Linked DNA regions of Mus musculus: all the other regions are linked to region 2. Evidence: chromatin contacts called from public Hi-C and promoter capture Hi-C data. All regions are on one chromosome and are shown on one strand. Each heading gives the region's core, a stretch centred on a gene start, on an enhancer-like site or on the middle of the called end of the contact. The rest is flanking DNA. Distances are from core to core; before and after follow the strand shown. Region 1 overlaps Thrb (thyroid hormone receptor beta). Region 2 holds the start of Thrb (thyroid hormone receptor beta). Region 3 overlaps Gm32269 (a long non-coding RNA gene).

What was found. Promoter capture Hi-C pulls out the DNA fragments that hold promoters and counts their contacts. A called contact is a pair of places that touch in the nucleus more often than the background predicts.
Region 1: a contact with region 2 is called in a promoter capture Hi-C map of liver, with 2.8 times the contacts expected there. The contact joins the enhancer-like site here to the promoter of Thrb in region 2. A contact is called at or near these places in 2 of 39 promoter capture datasets (both in liver), 1 of 15 datasets of contacts at CTCF or cohesin (the G1E-ER4 cell line), 5 of 484 Hi-C or Micro-C datasets (all in liver), 7 of 115 datasets of contacts at active chromatin or transcription factors (embryonic stem cells, hepatocytes, intestinal crypt epithelium and 1 more) and 2 of 9 other capture datasets (adipose tissue and pancreatic islet).
Region 3: a Hi-C map of rod photoreceptor shows a contact between it and region 2, with 3 times the contacts expected there. The contact joins the enhancer-like site here to the promoter of Thrb in region 2. A contact is called at or near these places in 1 of 39 promoter capture datasets (the HPC-7 cell line), 2 of 484 Hi-C or Micro-C datasets (nephron progenitors and rod photoreceptor) and 2 of 9 other capture datasets (adipose tissue and liver).

The regions. Positions count from the first base shown.
Region 1 is chr14:17,696,646-17,701,043 of GRCm38.p6, reverse strand. The region is part of intron 1 of Thrb (thyroid hormone receptor beta); the gene reads right to left. Among named protein-coding and RNA genes, the nearest start is that of Thrb, 38 kb to the right of the region's middle. Within about 2 kb of position 2,628, at least 14 of the 459 cell types and tissues checked have an H3K27ac peak or open chromatin away from gene starts, as enhancers often do. A contact at or near this core is called in hepatocytes and liver, where this site is marked.
Region 2 is chr14:17,658,343-17,663,491 of GRCm38.p6, reverse strand. Thrb (thyroid hormone receptor beta) reads right to left here and starts at 2,532. Exons shown (of 10, transcript NM_001113417.1): 1 at 2,468-2,532. It overlaps LOC115488350 (serine/arginine repetitive matrix protein 1-like), which reads left to right and starts at 1,914. Exons shown (of 3, transcript XM_030248233.1): 1 at 1,914-2,260; 2 at 2,328-3,228; 3 at 3,561-3,576. The coding sequence starts at 1,914. The coding sequence ends at 3,204.
Region 3 is chr14:17,602,662-17,607,719 of GRCm38.p6, reverse strand. All of the region lies in intron 2 of Gm32269 (a long non-coding RNA gene), which reads left to right. Among named protein-coding and RNA genes, the nearest start is that of Gm32269, 27 kb to the left of the region's middle. Within about 2 kb of position 3,804, at least 3 of the 459 cell types and tissues checked have an H3K27ac peak or open chromatin away from gene starts, as enhancers often do. A contact at or near this core is called in rod photoreceptor, where this site is marked.

The sequences.
Region 1 (4,398 bases), core at 1,379-3,878, 37 kb before region 2:
TTGTCATCTGAGCATTTTGAGAGCTCTGAGTCTTCCCTGAAAGCCGTCATCAGCTTGTTTAAACACAGGAGTACCAAGAGTCTCTTAACGTCTCTCAGTTTTCACTTGTGATTTACCACTAAAGGGAAGAATATAACCTGATATGTGCAAACATCTGGATAATGAGCATAAAGATCAAGCCCTCAATGTGTGGTGGTGCTCACACATCATCTTAGCATTCCAGGGACCAGGCAGAAGAATAGGCAGTTTAAAGCCAATCTGGGTGGTACAGCAAGTTTAAGACTAACTTAAGTAACTTAGGAGCTCTTACTACAAATAAGGAAATTCAAAAGACCTGGGGACAGAGCTCGGTGATAAAGTGCTGACATGGTGTACTTGCAGCTCCAGGTTCAGTCCCCAGGCCTGAAGAAAAATCTTGGAAAAACCCTTTTCTTTGAAAAAATGGAGTCTGCTTAACTGAGAAAGACAATAATGGCACCCAATATAATAATAGTAATAACATCAATGGTGTCCACCGCCAGTGGGAATGAATGCAATGTACAACAGATGTAACGGAATGCTCTCCTTGGGCAATGATAAGGGCGTTTTTACAGCTTGTTGCTAATAGTGAGCAAAGGTGAAGTACAAAGATAACAGGCAGTGCTCTCTACAGAGGGCAATCTCAATGTTCAGCTCTTCATTAAGATGGCTGGTCTGTCTCTCACCTGACAGGACTAGGTCCAAGACAACATTTCCAAAACTGAGGCACAACCCCCAAGAATTTGCCAGGAATTTACAAAGTACACAGGAAAATAAACACTTTGGTCTTTAAAGGTTTGCAGGAAGCACAGACTGAATGGCAAAAATGCACATTAAAATGGTCAAGAGACAGAAAGTTTTGGAATCCAGAAAATTTGTTTCTGAGAAGAAAGGACAACTGCTTGCTGGCTTTGGAGAGAGAGGAGAAGGCAGACCAGCAGATGACAACAAAGGACAGTGTGTACCAGGTGAAATGGGTGACAGGAGGGACCACACAGGTGTGGAGGGAGGTGTGAGCTCAGATTCCAGAGAATAAGCATTGAGGATAACCCCAAAGACAGCCGTAAAAGAGATGGAGGAAGGCAGAGAGTAGGTGGTCAGAACAGAGGCAGGGGCAGAGTTAGTTCTTGATTTGAGTGCTAGGAAGTAAAAGAAGGTCACAGAAGTACAAGAAGGTGGCTATATAATTGGTCCCCAAAGCAAAGAAAGAAGAAAATGGAGCTGGAAATCATGTAGATGTCACCATGACTGCTAAGCAAGCTGTTTGAGCTGGCACAGAACAAAGCATGCAATGAGTCTTCATTCATTAAATCTGCTCTCAGCCACTTTTGTGGCTTCCCATATGCAGGGCCCATTTCTGAAACCAGGGCAGTGGGCTTAGAAATGCAGTATACCACGCAAAAAATTCCCAGCAAGATCTACCTGACATTTGTCAGAAATTGGCATTTTGACAACAAAGCTCTAGGACCATGCAAGTGTCCCAAGCTGGAGACCACCCCAAGGACAGATTGCAGGGCCAAACTTAAACTCATTGAGAAAGAACCTAACTTACTTTTCCTGCTTGGTAATAGACCATTGTTTAGTCCCACAACCCCAACTTGCAGTGGGATATTTAACTTTCTCAAAAACCGAGTCAGTATCAGTTTTTTATGCAGATATTTGTCTACAGACATCATATCTGGGCAAAAGGTTTTTGGAAGACGTGCAAAGGCATTTCAAATTAATGGACTCAATCTAAAGAATATTGATTTTATCTTTTAGCTAAACACTTGGCCTGTAGGGAAAGCTTAACTCAAACAAAACAATACACTGGCAAGATTTTTCTGCACAAATATTAATCTTAGTAATGAATTATAATGATGAGGGAAAGGGAATTAGATCCCTTCAAGTAGAATGACATAATTTGATTTCAATATTTTTCCGTTTAAAAATTTACCTTAATTCTTTAAACAACACACACACACACACACACACACACACACACACACACACACTCCCTTCCACAACAGGAAAACTGGGAAAGCACAGACTAGGGGATCCGTAAGGCTTTCTAGATAGTTAGCCTAGCCACATTGCTGAGTTTCAGTTTCAGTGAGAACCCTCATCTCAAAAACTAAGATGAGGAGTGATTGAGGAAGACCCCTGATATCTGCTTCTGTGGTCCACATACACATACGTGTACACACACCCACACATGTCCAGACTCAGAGGTCCACTACATAAGCACAGCTCTGATACTAGATACATATTCATAAGCTGGAAATTATTAGTATTAATTCAAGGGAAGTAAGGATAAAGTACTGAGTTCCTGTAGAAGGCCGGGTAATAGGCCTGCTGGATTACAACAGAACTTGTATTTACACCAGCAAACCTCCTTAAAGCTTATTTGTCCTGATGTGGTCCTGCATTCAGATATGAGTGGCAAAGTCTGGGAGATAATTCTGGTGAACAATGATGCCCTCGCCCCTCTGTACCTTTAGGTACACGTTCTAGGTTATGTGTAAAATGCCCTACTTTCCTCTTTAAAATGACCCAACCTATGTATTGACAAGGGCTTGCACCACGTACACTGTATGACACTTCTGTTCATTTTCTCTAAAAACTCGAAAGTAAGTTTCTGAGTTGTGCAATAGTGAACTTTATCCTCCTGGACAAATTAAACCAGGTGTTCTGAAGTGCAGGTAAATGGAAAACCGTTTTGTTTTGTTTTTTTTTTTAATTTGTTTGCTTTTTGTTTTTTAAAAAACAAAACAAAAAACAAAAAACAAAAAACAAAAACCCAAACAAACAACAGGACAATCTTTGTCAGGCATACTTCCCCCCCCGCCCTCCCCTCGAAGAGAGATTAAGGTTTCTACAGTGGACTGGTATGAAGGTCACCAAACCAATGTTGCAATCTTAAAGTGACAATAACAGCAGTCATGCCTGGTGGCGGCAGCTTAGGACCAAACTAGGTTACTCCGTTCCCAGAGGCCAGTTATCCAGGAGTGCAAATGAACATGTCAAAATACTCTTAAGATTAGGACAATTTTCTTCTTTAATTAAAACATATCCAAATAGCATAATTAAAAATTATGTGGTATTCCATGACCCTAAGGAATATCTTCAAGACAAATCTGACCGATGGAGAGACAGCTGCCACTTGAGTGTTCAGTATCCACCTGCTCACAATGTTTAAACTTCCCTGTAGTTTCTACTGGAAAAAAATTTACTTTGGGGTGAAGGAGCCAAAGCCAGGAGCCACCTGACCTACCTTTAGCTTTCTAAGTGAAAACCTTAAGGCAGCTCTGGGGATACGGAGACCTCTGCTCGTCTTCTCTCTCGTGACCAGAGAGTCTCATTGGCAGCTTACAGGCTCATGCAGAGCAATCAGCTCTCACTCAGAATGGCTGTGCTGGGCTCTCTGTCCCTGCTGCATATGAAACTCTCTGCGAGTTGGTAAGGGGTGTCAGACTCCAGCACCTGAATCTGAAACAGACTTTTAAATACCAGCTTCATTTGGTACTTGTACAACAGTTCCAGGTTTATGAAGGTGGGGAAAGCTGGGAACTTTGTTTTAAGTGGGTTGACCAAACCCTCAAGCCCCAAGCTCAGTGTACCCAGAACCCTGGGATTAGGTCACATTCTGGAGTACTTAACATCTAGAAATGCCTGAATTATGTAGGGCTGATGACAAGTATTGACTCTGAGAAAAATGAGGTAACTTGGGGGCCAGATCTCAGTGTTCCACTAAGTAACTGAGCTTGAGGTCAGGGTAGATTGGCAAAGACCAATTCTGACTTCATTAAAAATAAGTATTCCATTGTCATGGATCTCTTGTACTTTGGTTTCAGTTTTTAAAAGAATGCATTGAAATATTTGTCTTAATTACTTACTCACTTGGGACTCCCTCAGAGTTTGTATCCAGTATGTTCTCACTACCCTCAACCTGGTCCTTAAGTCTCTTACTGCCTTTCTTATCTTCCCATTGTCCTCTCCCAGTGGAGGTAGGCAGGGTGCTGGGAGGGTGCTGGAGATGTGTGCAGCTGAGATAGGAATGGCAGGGGGAGTCTTGCTGCGGAAAAGGTCTCAGCATGAGCTTCCAGGCAGTGGCCTACGCAGCTTACAGGTATCATTTCTGCTCTTTACCTATAAGAAATGTCTACTTGTGATGGTTAGTTGTCAATGTAAACTTGTTGAAATCTAGAATCAACTAGGAATAAAGTCTCAGTTTAGAAATCAGGTTTGTCTGTGGCCATTTCTGTGGGGATTGTCTTGATTGGTAATTGACCTGGAAATAAAGACCCAGCCCATTGTGCACAGGCACTAGGCAGGGACTCTGGACTCTGGAAGAGTATGGGCAGTAAGCAGGGATACATTTATTTTTCCATTTGCTTTTGA
Region 2 (5,149 bases), core at 1,283-3,782:
TGTTATCAGATGGAGAGCAACAGAGAGTGAGAGATGCAAAGACTGACATCTCCCACCGTGTGTGTGTGTGTGTGTGTGTGTGTGTGTGTGTGTGTGTGTGTGTGAGAGAGAGAGAGAGAGAGAGAGAGAGAGAGAGAGAGAGAGAAAGTGTTTTCACACCTCACCAGATTTTAGGCATGTCCAAAATGGCAATGGTTGAAGTACTTAGCCAGGCATTGGGGTCAGGGCAATGTTTTTTCTAATTTGTTCAGTTAAAATTTACCAGTGCCTATGGAGTACTAGGTATTCTTGCAAATGCTGGTAGAACAAGAGTGCAAAAAGATATGAACACTGTCGTCCTCCTGAACACCATGCTGTCATCTAGAATAGTCAGAATTCAGTGTTAAAGAGGAAATTCACAAGTATCAGAACAAAAGAACAGTTCTGACCATAGCTAGTATTGAGGGGAAAAACAGATCAAAAAGCAGAGGATCTTTCAGAGAGAACACAGGGAAAAAAAGCCTGCCTACTAAGAAGGTGGCATGTAACCTCCACAAGAGCAAGAGACTAAAGAAGCCAGTCACCTCTACTGATTTCCATAGAAAAGATAAGCTTACTACACAGTAAGTATAGAAGCTGTCTGGTAGCTCCAAGCATCCATTGCTGGATGGAACCAGCATCTACAAACAAGCAGGGAAGGAGCGGGCCTCAGCTTTCCCTTCCTAGGAATTGTTTAACAAGTCATCCTTTTCCAGAGGTGCTGGATTATAGGGAAGTTGCAGCTTGTTTCTTTTTAATACAAAATTTACCACAAAGAAGCTGGAAGGGGAGAAGTCAAATATTTATCCCCCTTCTAGTGCCAGTTACTTTATATAGCAATACCTCAATGCCAATGAGATTAAGCTTTTGCATTGTAATGCCAACAAGAACAGTTTCATTAAAAATTAGCAATTCTGAAGCAGTTCAGTACCATTTACCTTTACTCACAAAGTGAAGCAGATTTTTCTTTTCCAGTATATAATAAACAATTGGAATTTATTTAAAATATAGGATCCTAATAGTATCTATTTAACATGGGAAAGCAATAAGTTATTCTTCACTAATTTCTTCACATAAAATGGCTCAAGCAAATGCACTTTTTACTTAATATCTCTCCGGGTCAATTGAAGCACGGCCAATCAGCATGAAAACACTCTAAAATCTGCCCCTGTCCAAAATACTTCCCACGAAACACCTTTTCATTAATGGTACCAAGTTCATGACTTCTTTCAGAACGGGAAATAACAAGCTGAAGTGAATTAGGGAGATCAGTCATCCAGAATATTCAGAATGAATCACAGAACGTTTCTTTACCAAAAAGAAAATTTTATTCCTTTGCAACACAGTGAGGATATTTCATTACAGTATCATCAAACATGCTAAACCAGAGATAAATCATATAAAGAAACTCCCCAACGGGTCTACACTACTTAATACGGTCATCGTTAACTAAATTGCTTGCTGTGTTCTCCTTTTCATGCATTGAACAAAGAATGTTCAGTTTTAAACAGGTCTTTAAAAACTGATCACTAGTATCTAGGATCAACCACACTTGAAGAGGAGGAATTTATGCAATGTTATTTTCTGATTCGACAGTCTTTGAGTTCTTCATGTGTGTGCAAAGGGCAGAATGGGATAGCGAACCTGCCTGCCCAGGTATTCTTTTCTTTATTTGACTCACTATAGAAATGCTTAATAGACCCTTTAAAAACTTCCCATTTGGGGCAAATTATACAGTTAGCCTTTAATTAAAAACAAACAAACAAACAAACAAAAAACCAAAAACAACCCACGTATGCACACTCCGCCCCCTCCCTCTTAAAAACAAACCAGAAGGCTTTAAGAATTAGCTCCAATAATAATCCCACTGCAGTCACGGGAAATCTTCCTCCAAAATGACAACTAACCCTAACAATAGAAACCCTCCAAAGACGTCTTTCCCGGTCTTAGGGAGCACAGCTGACACCACCCGGATCGTCACAAACATGCAGAACCCAAAAGAAGCAAAGGAAAAGAGCGATTCTGGAGGGAGGGAGCCTGCGGAGCGGATGAGAGGCAGACTGGCACTGAGCAGCAGCTTATTCAGGACCTTTCTCCTTTCCAAAGCCTGGAGTTCCTGTGCAGGAGCCAAAAAGATGGGACACGAGACCCACAGTCCCTTTAAATCGCCCACCCCCGCGCCTGTCAGCCTCTTCCGAACCCCCATGCCCTACAACTTCCTCCTCATGGAAACTTCCACTGGGTTCGGAGCCCAGGACGTCAAACTCCATTTCACAAGGAGCTTGTCCCTAGTTGGGTTCTGGCTTCAGGTCCCTGCACCGGGTGCCCGAGCCCGAGAGGAGCCGGTCTCAGAGGCCAGCTTCAAGGACAGAGCGCGTCGCTGGCCACCCGCGCCCGGCCCGCAAGACCTGTAGACCTCCCCCCACGCCCGCCCACCCTGCCAAGTTACCAGAGCGCTGGAGCCTGGAGGTGGCGCCCCAAGGCGGCGTGCTGGCGAGCTGCGGCCGAGCAGCCGGTGGCCTCAGCTCTGGTGCTCGTATTAGCCATGCAAAGTTAATCCCGCCGCGTCACGCCGGCCGGCCGCCCGCCCAAGGCTGCGCCGTGCTCGGCCGAGCCGCAGTCTCCTCCCCGCTCCGCCCCCTCCGCCACGGGGTCCAGTACTGCGCGGGCTCCCGAGCGAGCCCTATTCCCTTGACCTGTCAACTCTCCTCCGGCGCCGACGCTGAGGGGCGCAGCGTGGGTCCCAGGACACCGGCGACCTCTCTGCCGCGACCTGCGCGGGCGGCGAGGTGCAGGGCCGGAGTCTCCGACTCCGGAGGACCCAGCGCGGTAGCCTTACTAGGGACTAGGGTGTCAGCTCCTCCGCCGCTGGCGAACCGCCGACCGTTCTTCCCCTCTGGTCCTCTAGCCTGTTCGATTCTCCCAGCAGCTGCGGCAGGCTCAGGCCACCCTGGCTCCGCCAGAGTATCAGAGACGAAATGGCTTCCGGGCTGTGCTCCCTGCCACTGCCCGAGCAACCCTCCACTCGAGTGCCCTGCGCACCTGCCGCTTATGTGCAAATGTCCCCCGCTACGACTCTGCGGTAACGGCGCCTTGTGCGCCACCCTCCCCCGGGGTCACGTAGCTGCGGGTCTGGTGGACACGCGTCCACCCACCCAACTGCAGGAGCGTGGAGGATCCATTTGAGCCATCATTCTTTTAGTTGAAGAGGTAGGAGTGTGACAGGGGGTGGGGTAGGGTATGAATGACAGGAGATAGAGGGGATCTCCAGGGGCACAACCCTCCTGAGTCGCCCGACAGGCGCGGCAGGTGTCACCGCGCTCCTCCTTCCGCCCCCAAACCACTTGTGGTGCGCTTGGAAACACGGGGCGCTCAGATCCTCCTGTGGCTCTGGACGCTCTGCTCCCCCACACCAATGGGCAATGCCTTGCTTGCCCTAAATGAGAAGTGCCCCCCCCCCCCAACACCTCACTGAGTGTGTTCCGGGTTGGTTCTACAAGTAGGGTTTAAAGGGACACCTCGTTATTTCGCCTCTGTCCTAGAAATATAAGTACAAAACCAGAAGACAAAAATAATCTCCACCCTGGAAGGGTTCTGCACTTGCAAGCATAGCGCTGAAATGTCCATACCTCAAGTTCCGAAGGTCAGGTTGGGAGAAAACAGCGGGCGACAGTGTGCTGTTCCAGATGACCCAGGCAGTCTTCCAGCTACGCCTTGGAGGTAGGTTTTATTGGAAAAACGCAGAGTGCTCAGAGAACTCGCAGCCAATGGGAAGTTAACAATTGCGACAAAACTACTTTGATTAAGGACCGAATACAATTATGTTCTTATGAACACTGTTAAAAAAAAATACCTTGAAAAATCTTTCTTCAACATACTCTTGTAACACGGTATAAAAGGGAATGATGTCTAGATCATTTTAAAGAGTTGTCTAGATTTCCCCACGGGTGATAAGGCCCCCCCGGGGGTGTTATTTGGGCAGTCCACAGGAAAGGAAAAAGAAGAAAGGCCAACACACCTCCTGTCACAGCATTAACAACTGTGGCGAGTCAGAAGCAGGACTCAGGAGAGAAAGCAGCTGCTAGAACGTTGCCTTTCCCCGCGGCCAGCACAGACTCGGCTGCCCTTTGAATTCTTTGTAAGAAATCCGTGTTTTATTCCTCACCCGGAATGAAGCTTCACTAAGAACTTGCCGGCTCTAGAGTGAAGGTTGTTTTGCAGGCGAGTTCCTGGGCTTTGCTCCAAAGCTGCCTTGGGAGGTTTTGGTTGGTTTGGAGGAAAGCTGCAGCTTCTCCTACCCAGTTCCTAACCAGACAGCCCCCTGGTGGCTGCAAGGAAAAGCCTGGCTTGGCCCAGGTCGGGGGGGGGGGGGGGGGGGGGGGAGACTTGTGAACAGCTCTGTAATAAGTTAGAAAGGGGAATTCAAGAGGCCCCTGGGAAACCCGGAATCCCTGGACGTTATACTTCTAGTATAATTCTGAGCTATGTTTTTTCTTAAATTCTTTCTGAAGAAAACCACATACTAAAAATGAACTATAACAACAACATCAAAAGATTACTTTTCTTTGTTCAGATGGTTTTGTCTGATTTCATTTTGCTTGGAAAGTTATGAAATGAGAATCAGTGAAAGTATTAAACGGCTTACAAGACTGGTTGTAACAGTGTTATATAATCGCAACGCTCCAACAGGAAATTTGGTAGGATTCTATTTGAATGGGTATTGAGAGAGCAGAGCTGGTGGGGTGGTGGTAAGGGGTTACCATAAGAATCTGTTACACAACACAGTGTCATGGGAATTCTCAGAGTCATGAGAACTCCTGGGAAAGCAAAAGATATCCTAACCTGGGAGCACAGGGTCTCAGGTGCCATCTTTGCTGGCTTGTGATGCACAGTTGCTTATTTTCAGAACCTAGGATCACAGTTCACCTACACCATCCTCCTGACCAGTCTATGAATTTCAAACTGATGATTCCAGTCAAGGAAGAAAGCCATCTGTTTGTTTCCTAAAGAACTATTAGGCAAGAAAGAGTATGAAACATGAAGCCCAACAAGAGCATGCATGGGTCACAGTGCAACTGGCCATAGATCTTTATTGAACATGGTAAAATGTGTTTTTAAAAATATTCTCTCT
Region 3 (5,058 bases), core at 2,555-5,054, 57 kb after region 2:
ACTCTGATCTATTATCACATGATCACCTTAATAGATACATGAAAGACCTTAAAACTTAGTATTCTATTACAATCATCCATGAAAAAAGCCAGGAATAGAAGGAACATATATCAACACAGCACAGGCTATGTCTACAATGACTATAGTCAATGATAATTGTAAATGTGGAAAAACCCAAATCATTTTCTGTAAAATAGGTTTCAAAGATTTATTTTAATTTTAGGGGTGTGTGTGTGTATACACGTGTACATGTGTATATGAATAACTGCGGGTACCTTCTGAGACCAGAGGATTTGGATTCCCCTGGAGCTTGAATGACAGATGGTTATGAGCTGACAGATGGGATGTGGGATTGAACTTGGGTCTTCTACAAGAGTTGTATATGCTTTTAACCACTGAAGCATTTCTTAAAATTTTGAATTAGCTAAAGGTGCCCACTGCTTCTATTTATGTTCAGTCTGCTGCTTGAAATCTTAGAGGAATAAGGTAAGAGAAAGAAATGAAATGAATCTAATAAAAAACAAAAAAGTGCTGGGCAAGTGGTGTCTCATGCCTTTAATCCCAGCACTTGGGAGGCAGAGGCAGGTGGATTTCTGAGTTCGAGGCCAGCCTGGTCTACAGAGTGAGTTCCAGGACAGCAAGGGCTATACAGAGAAACCCTGTCTCAAAAAAAAAAAAAAAAAAAAAAAAAGTTTGATTATCCCTACTTGTAAAAGACCCAGACTCCACTAGAAAGCTCTTAATTCTGAAAAACACTTTTACTCAAGCAGCAGTTTGAAAATAACAACAGTATATTTATGTGTATGTGTACGTGTACGTGTACATGTATATGTATATGTACCTGCATATGATGTATATGTATATGCATATGTCTATGTGTATGTATTTGTATATGTATGTATGTTGAAGATTGGTATTGAAGAAAACCTAGATTTGGAAAGAATTCCCATGTTCATGATCAAAAGTATTATCAAAAGTAACCTACAAATTGCAAATAATCACTATGAAAATTAAATGAAACTCTTCTCAGAAACTGAAAAAAAATCATAAAGATGAAAAGGAAGCCAAAACAATCCTAGACAGAAGGTATTAGGGGGAGATATATTAGTTATTTGCCTTGTTATTATTATGAAAGACCCTGAGGTACAAAATGTTTCACAGTTTCAAGATATTGTCTATCCTGGTGGGGGCATGGTATCGGGAGTTAAAGGGAATTGGGCTACGTTGTATCCACTGTCAGGGAGCAGGGCTCTCAATGTATCCACTCTCAGGAAGAAGGTGTTATATTGCATCCACTGTCAGGAAAGGAATCCTTAGCTCAGTTGACTTTTCTCTTTTTATTCAGTCCATTATTCCAGCTTAGGGAAAGGCATTGCTCACATTTAGCATGAGTTTTCTCACTTCAATTAATCTAATTTAGATGATGTCTCACAGACTGCCCAGAGATTTGTTTCCACGGAGATTCTAATCCCATTAAATTGCCAGTGAAGATTAACCATCAAAGGGGACTATTTTGGGAGCTGGAAGGGGACCAGGCAGAGGATAAAGCATGAGTGTGTGTGGGGTGAGGATGGTTTGTGACTATGATGTTCAAAAATACATTTGTGACAGTGTTATAATGAGACGCATTATTTTGTATGTAAACTAAAAAATCAATTAAACTTTCAATTTCAAAAACTAACTAGCACCACGTCTAATGTATGATATATACTATTGTCCATTTACTGTTTTTCACTTAGCTTTGTTTACCGTTTTTCCCTGTAAAAATGATGTTGTTTGTATTATATTCACTAGCATAAACTTGGCTTTGTGTATTTAGTTATGTTCTAGACATTTTACAGTGTTAGTTATTTCACAGCTATTTAGTGTTTCATCGTTCTGGAATGGATACTGTTGTAATAAAGGAAGTGGAAGCCAGGTATGCTTTTTATCTACCAGTTTATTTTTCAAATACCTTTAATTAAATAATCTGCCTTCATGCTGTTTGCTTAAAGGCCTCTTTCTCCTACTTTCCTTTTCAGTGACTGCCTCCTTGGGCATTTTTATTGCTGTCTCTTTCTTTAGCAGCACAATTCAACTCTAAGGATCATGACTTGGTTTCTAGAAGCCTGTCTGCACTCAACTGTAACATTTTGCTGTTTCTCAAACTCAGGCATTGAGAGTAGTTTATTCTTTTGACATTTCCTAACCAGTTCAGCCAATATCTTCCCGAATTAGTCATCCTTATTCCCTCTGCAGAAGCTTAACATTTTTTATTTCTTTCAGGGGTATGTATCTATTCCGCCTATGTTTTTGGAAATTTCTTCACAGTCTTATTATTATGATGGTTCCTTTTAGGCAGTTCATTATTTCTGTAGTTTTCATCTATATAAAACAACTATAATTATTTTTATAAATTTGCTTTCTAAACACTGCTATCCTGCCATGAACGTTTTAATCATACTTTTGTTTAAACATCTGAACTTTTAAACTTCAAAAATCAGATAAATTCAGTCTATTTCAATGACTTTAAAGCAAAATGAATAAACAATTTCCAGATTTCACACTTGGAATTTTCTCCGTATTTCTGCAGAGAGTCCCTGCAGAGGAAAGTGTAGTTTTATCTTATTGTAACAAGTACATAGAAATATGGATGAAGTCACATGGTTAGCCTTTTTACTTCAGACCACCAACTTAAATTTTCATTCCTCTGGCAAATGTGCTTTAAGTTATGGCATGATGTCTTTCTTATATGGATACATGGCATTCCTTGGTGGGGAGCATCATTTGTACCTTGTGAACCATGAGAATTTAGAATGTCTTTTCTCATTATCGGTGCTATTTAAGAGGAATTTTTCAGTTTCACTCATAAGCTTGGTTTGGAAATTAATGTTAATGCTTTCCAGTAGGAATGCAACTTAATTTTTCCGTAACATTTCATTTGGTATTATTGAAGCAATGAGTAGTATTTTCCTTGTGCCATCCATGTGCTCCAATATGACACTGACTGTAAACTCTACAGACTCTGCATTCTGCTTCCTGACTTGTATATTTCTATCATGTTTGCACTTATCTAGGGTTTGTGTATAGTCCCATGAGAGATGGCTTCTGTTTTCTGATTTGTATATTTCCATTGTGTTTGCTTGCACTTATCTAGGGTCTGCAGGGAGATGGCCTGACACTGATGGTGAGATTTCTGTCAGCTAATTTGTCAAGTATATTGCTGAATTAAATATATTTATAAATTTCTTCCTTATGCTTTGGAACTGCTTAAACAGACTGATTAAGTCTGGTCTTTGAAAGTTAAAGTGGTTCACTCATTTAAATTAAAACAAAACAAAACAAAACAAAAGTAAAAATAAATTATGCTTTGAAATCAGAGGTTTAAAAGCACAAAAATCTACCCTGGGCGATGGCTGACTTCCTTATGGTCTTCTTAGCCCTGTATCTCTTCTTCTCAGTGTTCTGCATTTAGAGAATTCTATTTTGTTTCATTTTCTTTTTTGAGGACAAGTCCTTCTCTGTGTAGTAGGGATGGCTGAAAACCTGCCATCCCCCTGCCTCATTCTTCCAATTACTGGGATTGCAATTGTGCATGATCATATCTGGGTTAAGGTTGGGGGAATTTTGAGCACAAGGATTTTATAGTAAATATGAGAGAAACTGAAGGAAAGGTAGAAAGGGGTAGAATTATAAAGGGGGATGTTATAGAATGGATAGTGGTTAAGGGATGGATTGATAGGGAGAAGGTGTTATAGGATGGATGGTAGTTAGGGGATAGGTTGATGGAGGGAGGGAGTTATAGGAAGGATGATGCTTAGGCAGATTAATTAGGCAGCTAGTTTCTAAATATAGAGTGAGGATGATAAGAATGAATGGTACCATGGAAGGTTACAGCTGTAAAAGGGGGGAGGGGTTGAGCAAGGTTGAGAATTGAGGACTCTGGGCAGGACACAGTGTATGTAGCATGCAGAGGTGACCTGTGCAGTGAAAGTGCAGTAGAGCCACATCTGTAGAGTAAAAGGGTCAGGCATGTGTGTGGCCTTCAACTGTCTTCCTCTGTGGTACTATGAGCAAACCTAAGGAAAATGGGGCGAGAATCTCATGACCTACCAAAGAAGGGTTGGAGAGATGACGCAAAATCAACAGTGTACCGCTCTTGCAGAAGGTCTGAGTTTGATTCCCAGCATCCACAGGGACAGCTAAAAATCACCTGTGACTCCAGCTTCAGGGGGATCTTACATCTCTGGCCTCTGCTGCTGCCTGCACACCCCCATGTGTATGCATATAATGTAAATAAAGTAAGTATTTAAAAAGATGCCAAAGAGACTGAAGAAGAAGTGAGACAACACACTGATCTGAACCAAAACAGAAAGAAAGTGGCCTTTAGGGTGAAGACCACCTGAGGTCTCATTTCTCGGAGTGGCTGGGATCCTCTGAGAGGTTATCAGCAAATGCTTATGAGATGGTGGGAGAAACTTTTAAGATACATTAAATGAAAATAAATTGAGTGCAAATAGTAATGGATAGAGAACACTTAAAAAAAAACTCATGGGTCAATGTAAAAGATCCCATTCTTGGCTGAGTAGAGCAGTTTCTGTTATTTTCAACATTTCTGGTGAATATGAGTGTCAGAAAACAAGTAAGTCAGTTCACACACTAGGTCCAGCTGGATCAGTGACATAGCCAGGAAGCATCATGTATGTGTACAAGTATATATGTGTGTCTTTGTGAAAGTATATGAGTATGTGCAATGTATGTATGTATGTATGTATGTATGTATGTATATATGTATGTATGTATATGTTTGTGTATGTGTGTACATGTACACATATGCACAAATCTATGTATGTATGCCTGTTTGTGTGTGTCTGAAAAGTTTCTTAGGTCTGAAGTATCAGCTTGTTATTCATGGTTTCATAGAACTCTTTATGTGGGCGTCATTTATTTTTGTTTCTCTGCTTTTCTTAAGAAGTACCAACTACCAACATGGGTGAGTTTGTATCAGCTCCTCACAAATAAACAAGAAAGTTATGGCTGTAATTTGAAACTGAATCTACTCAACTATAAAGAAAGAAA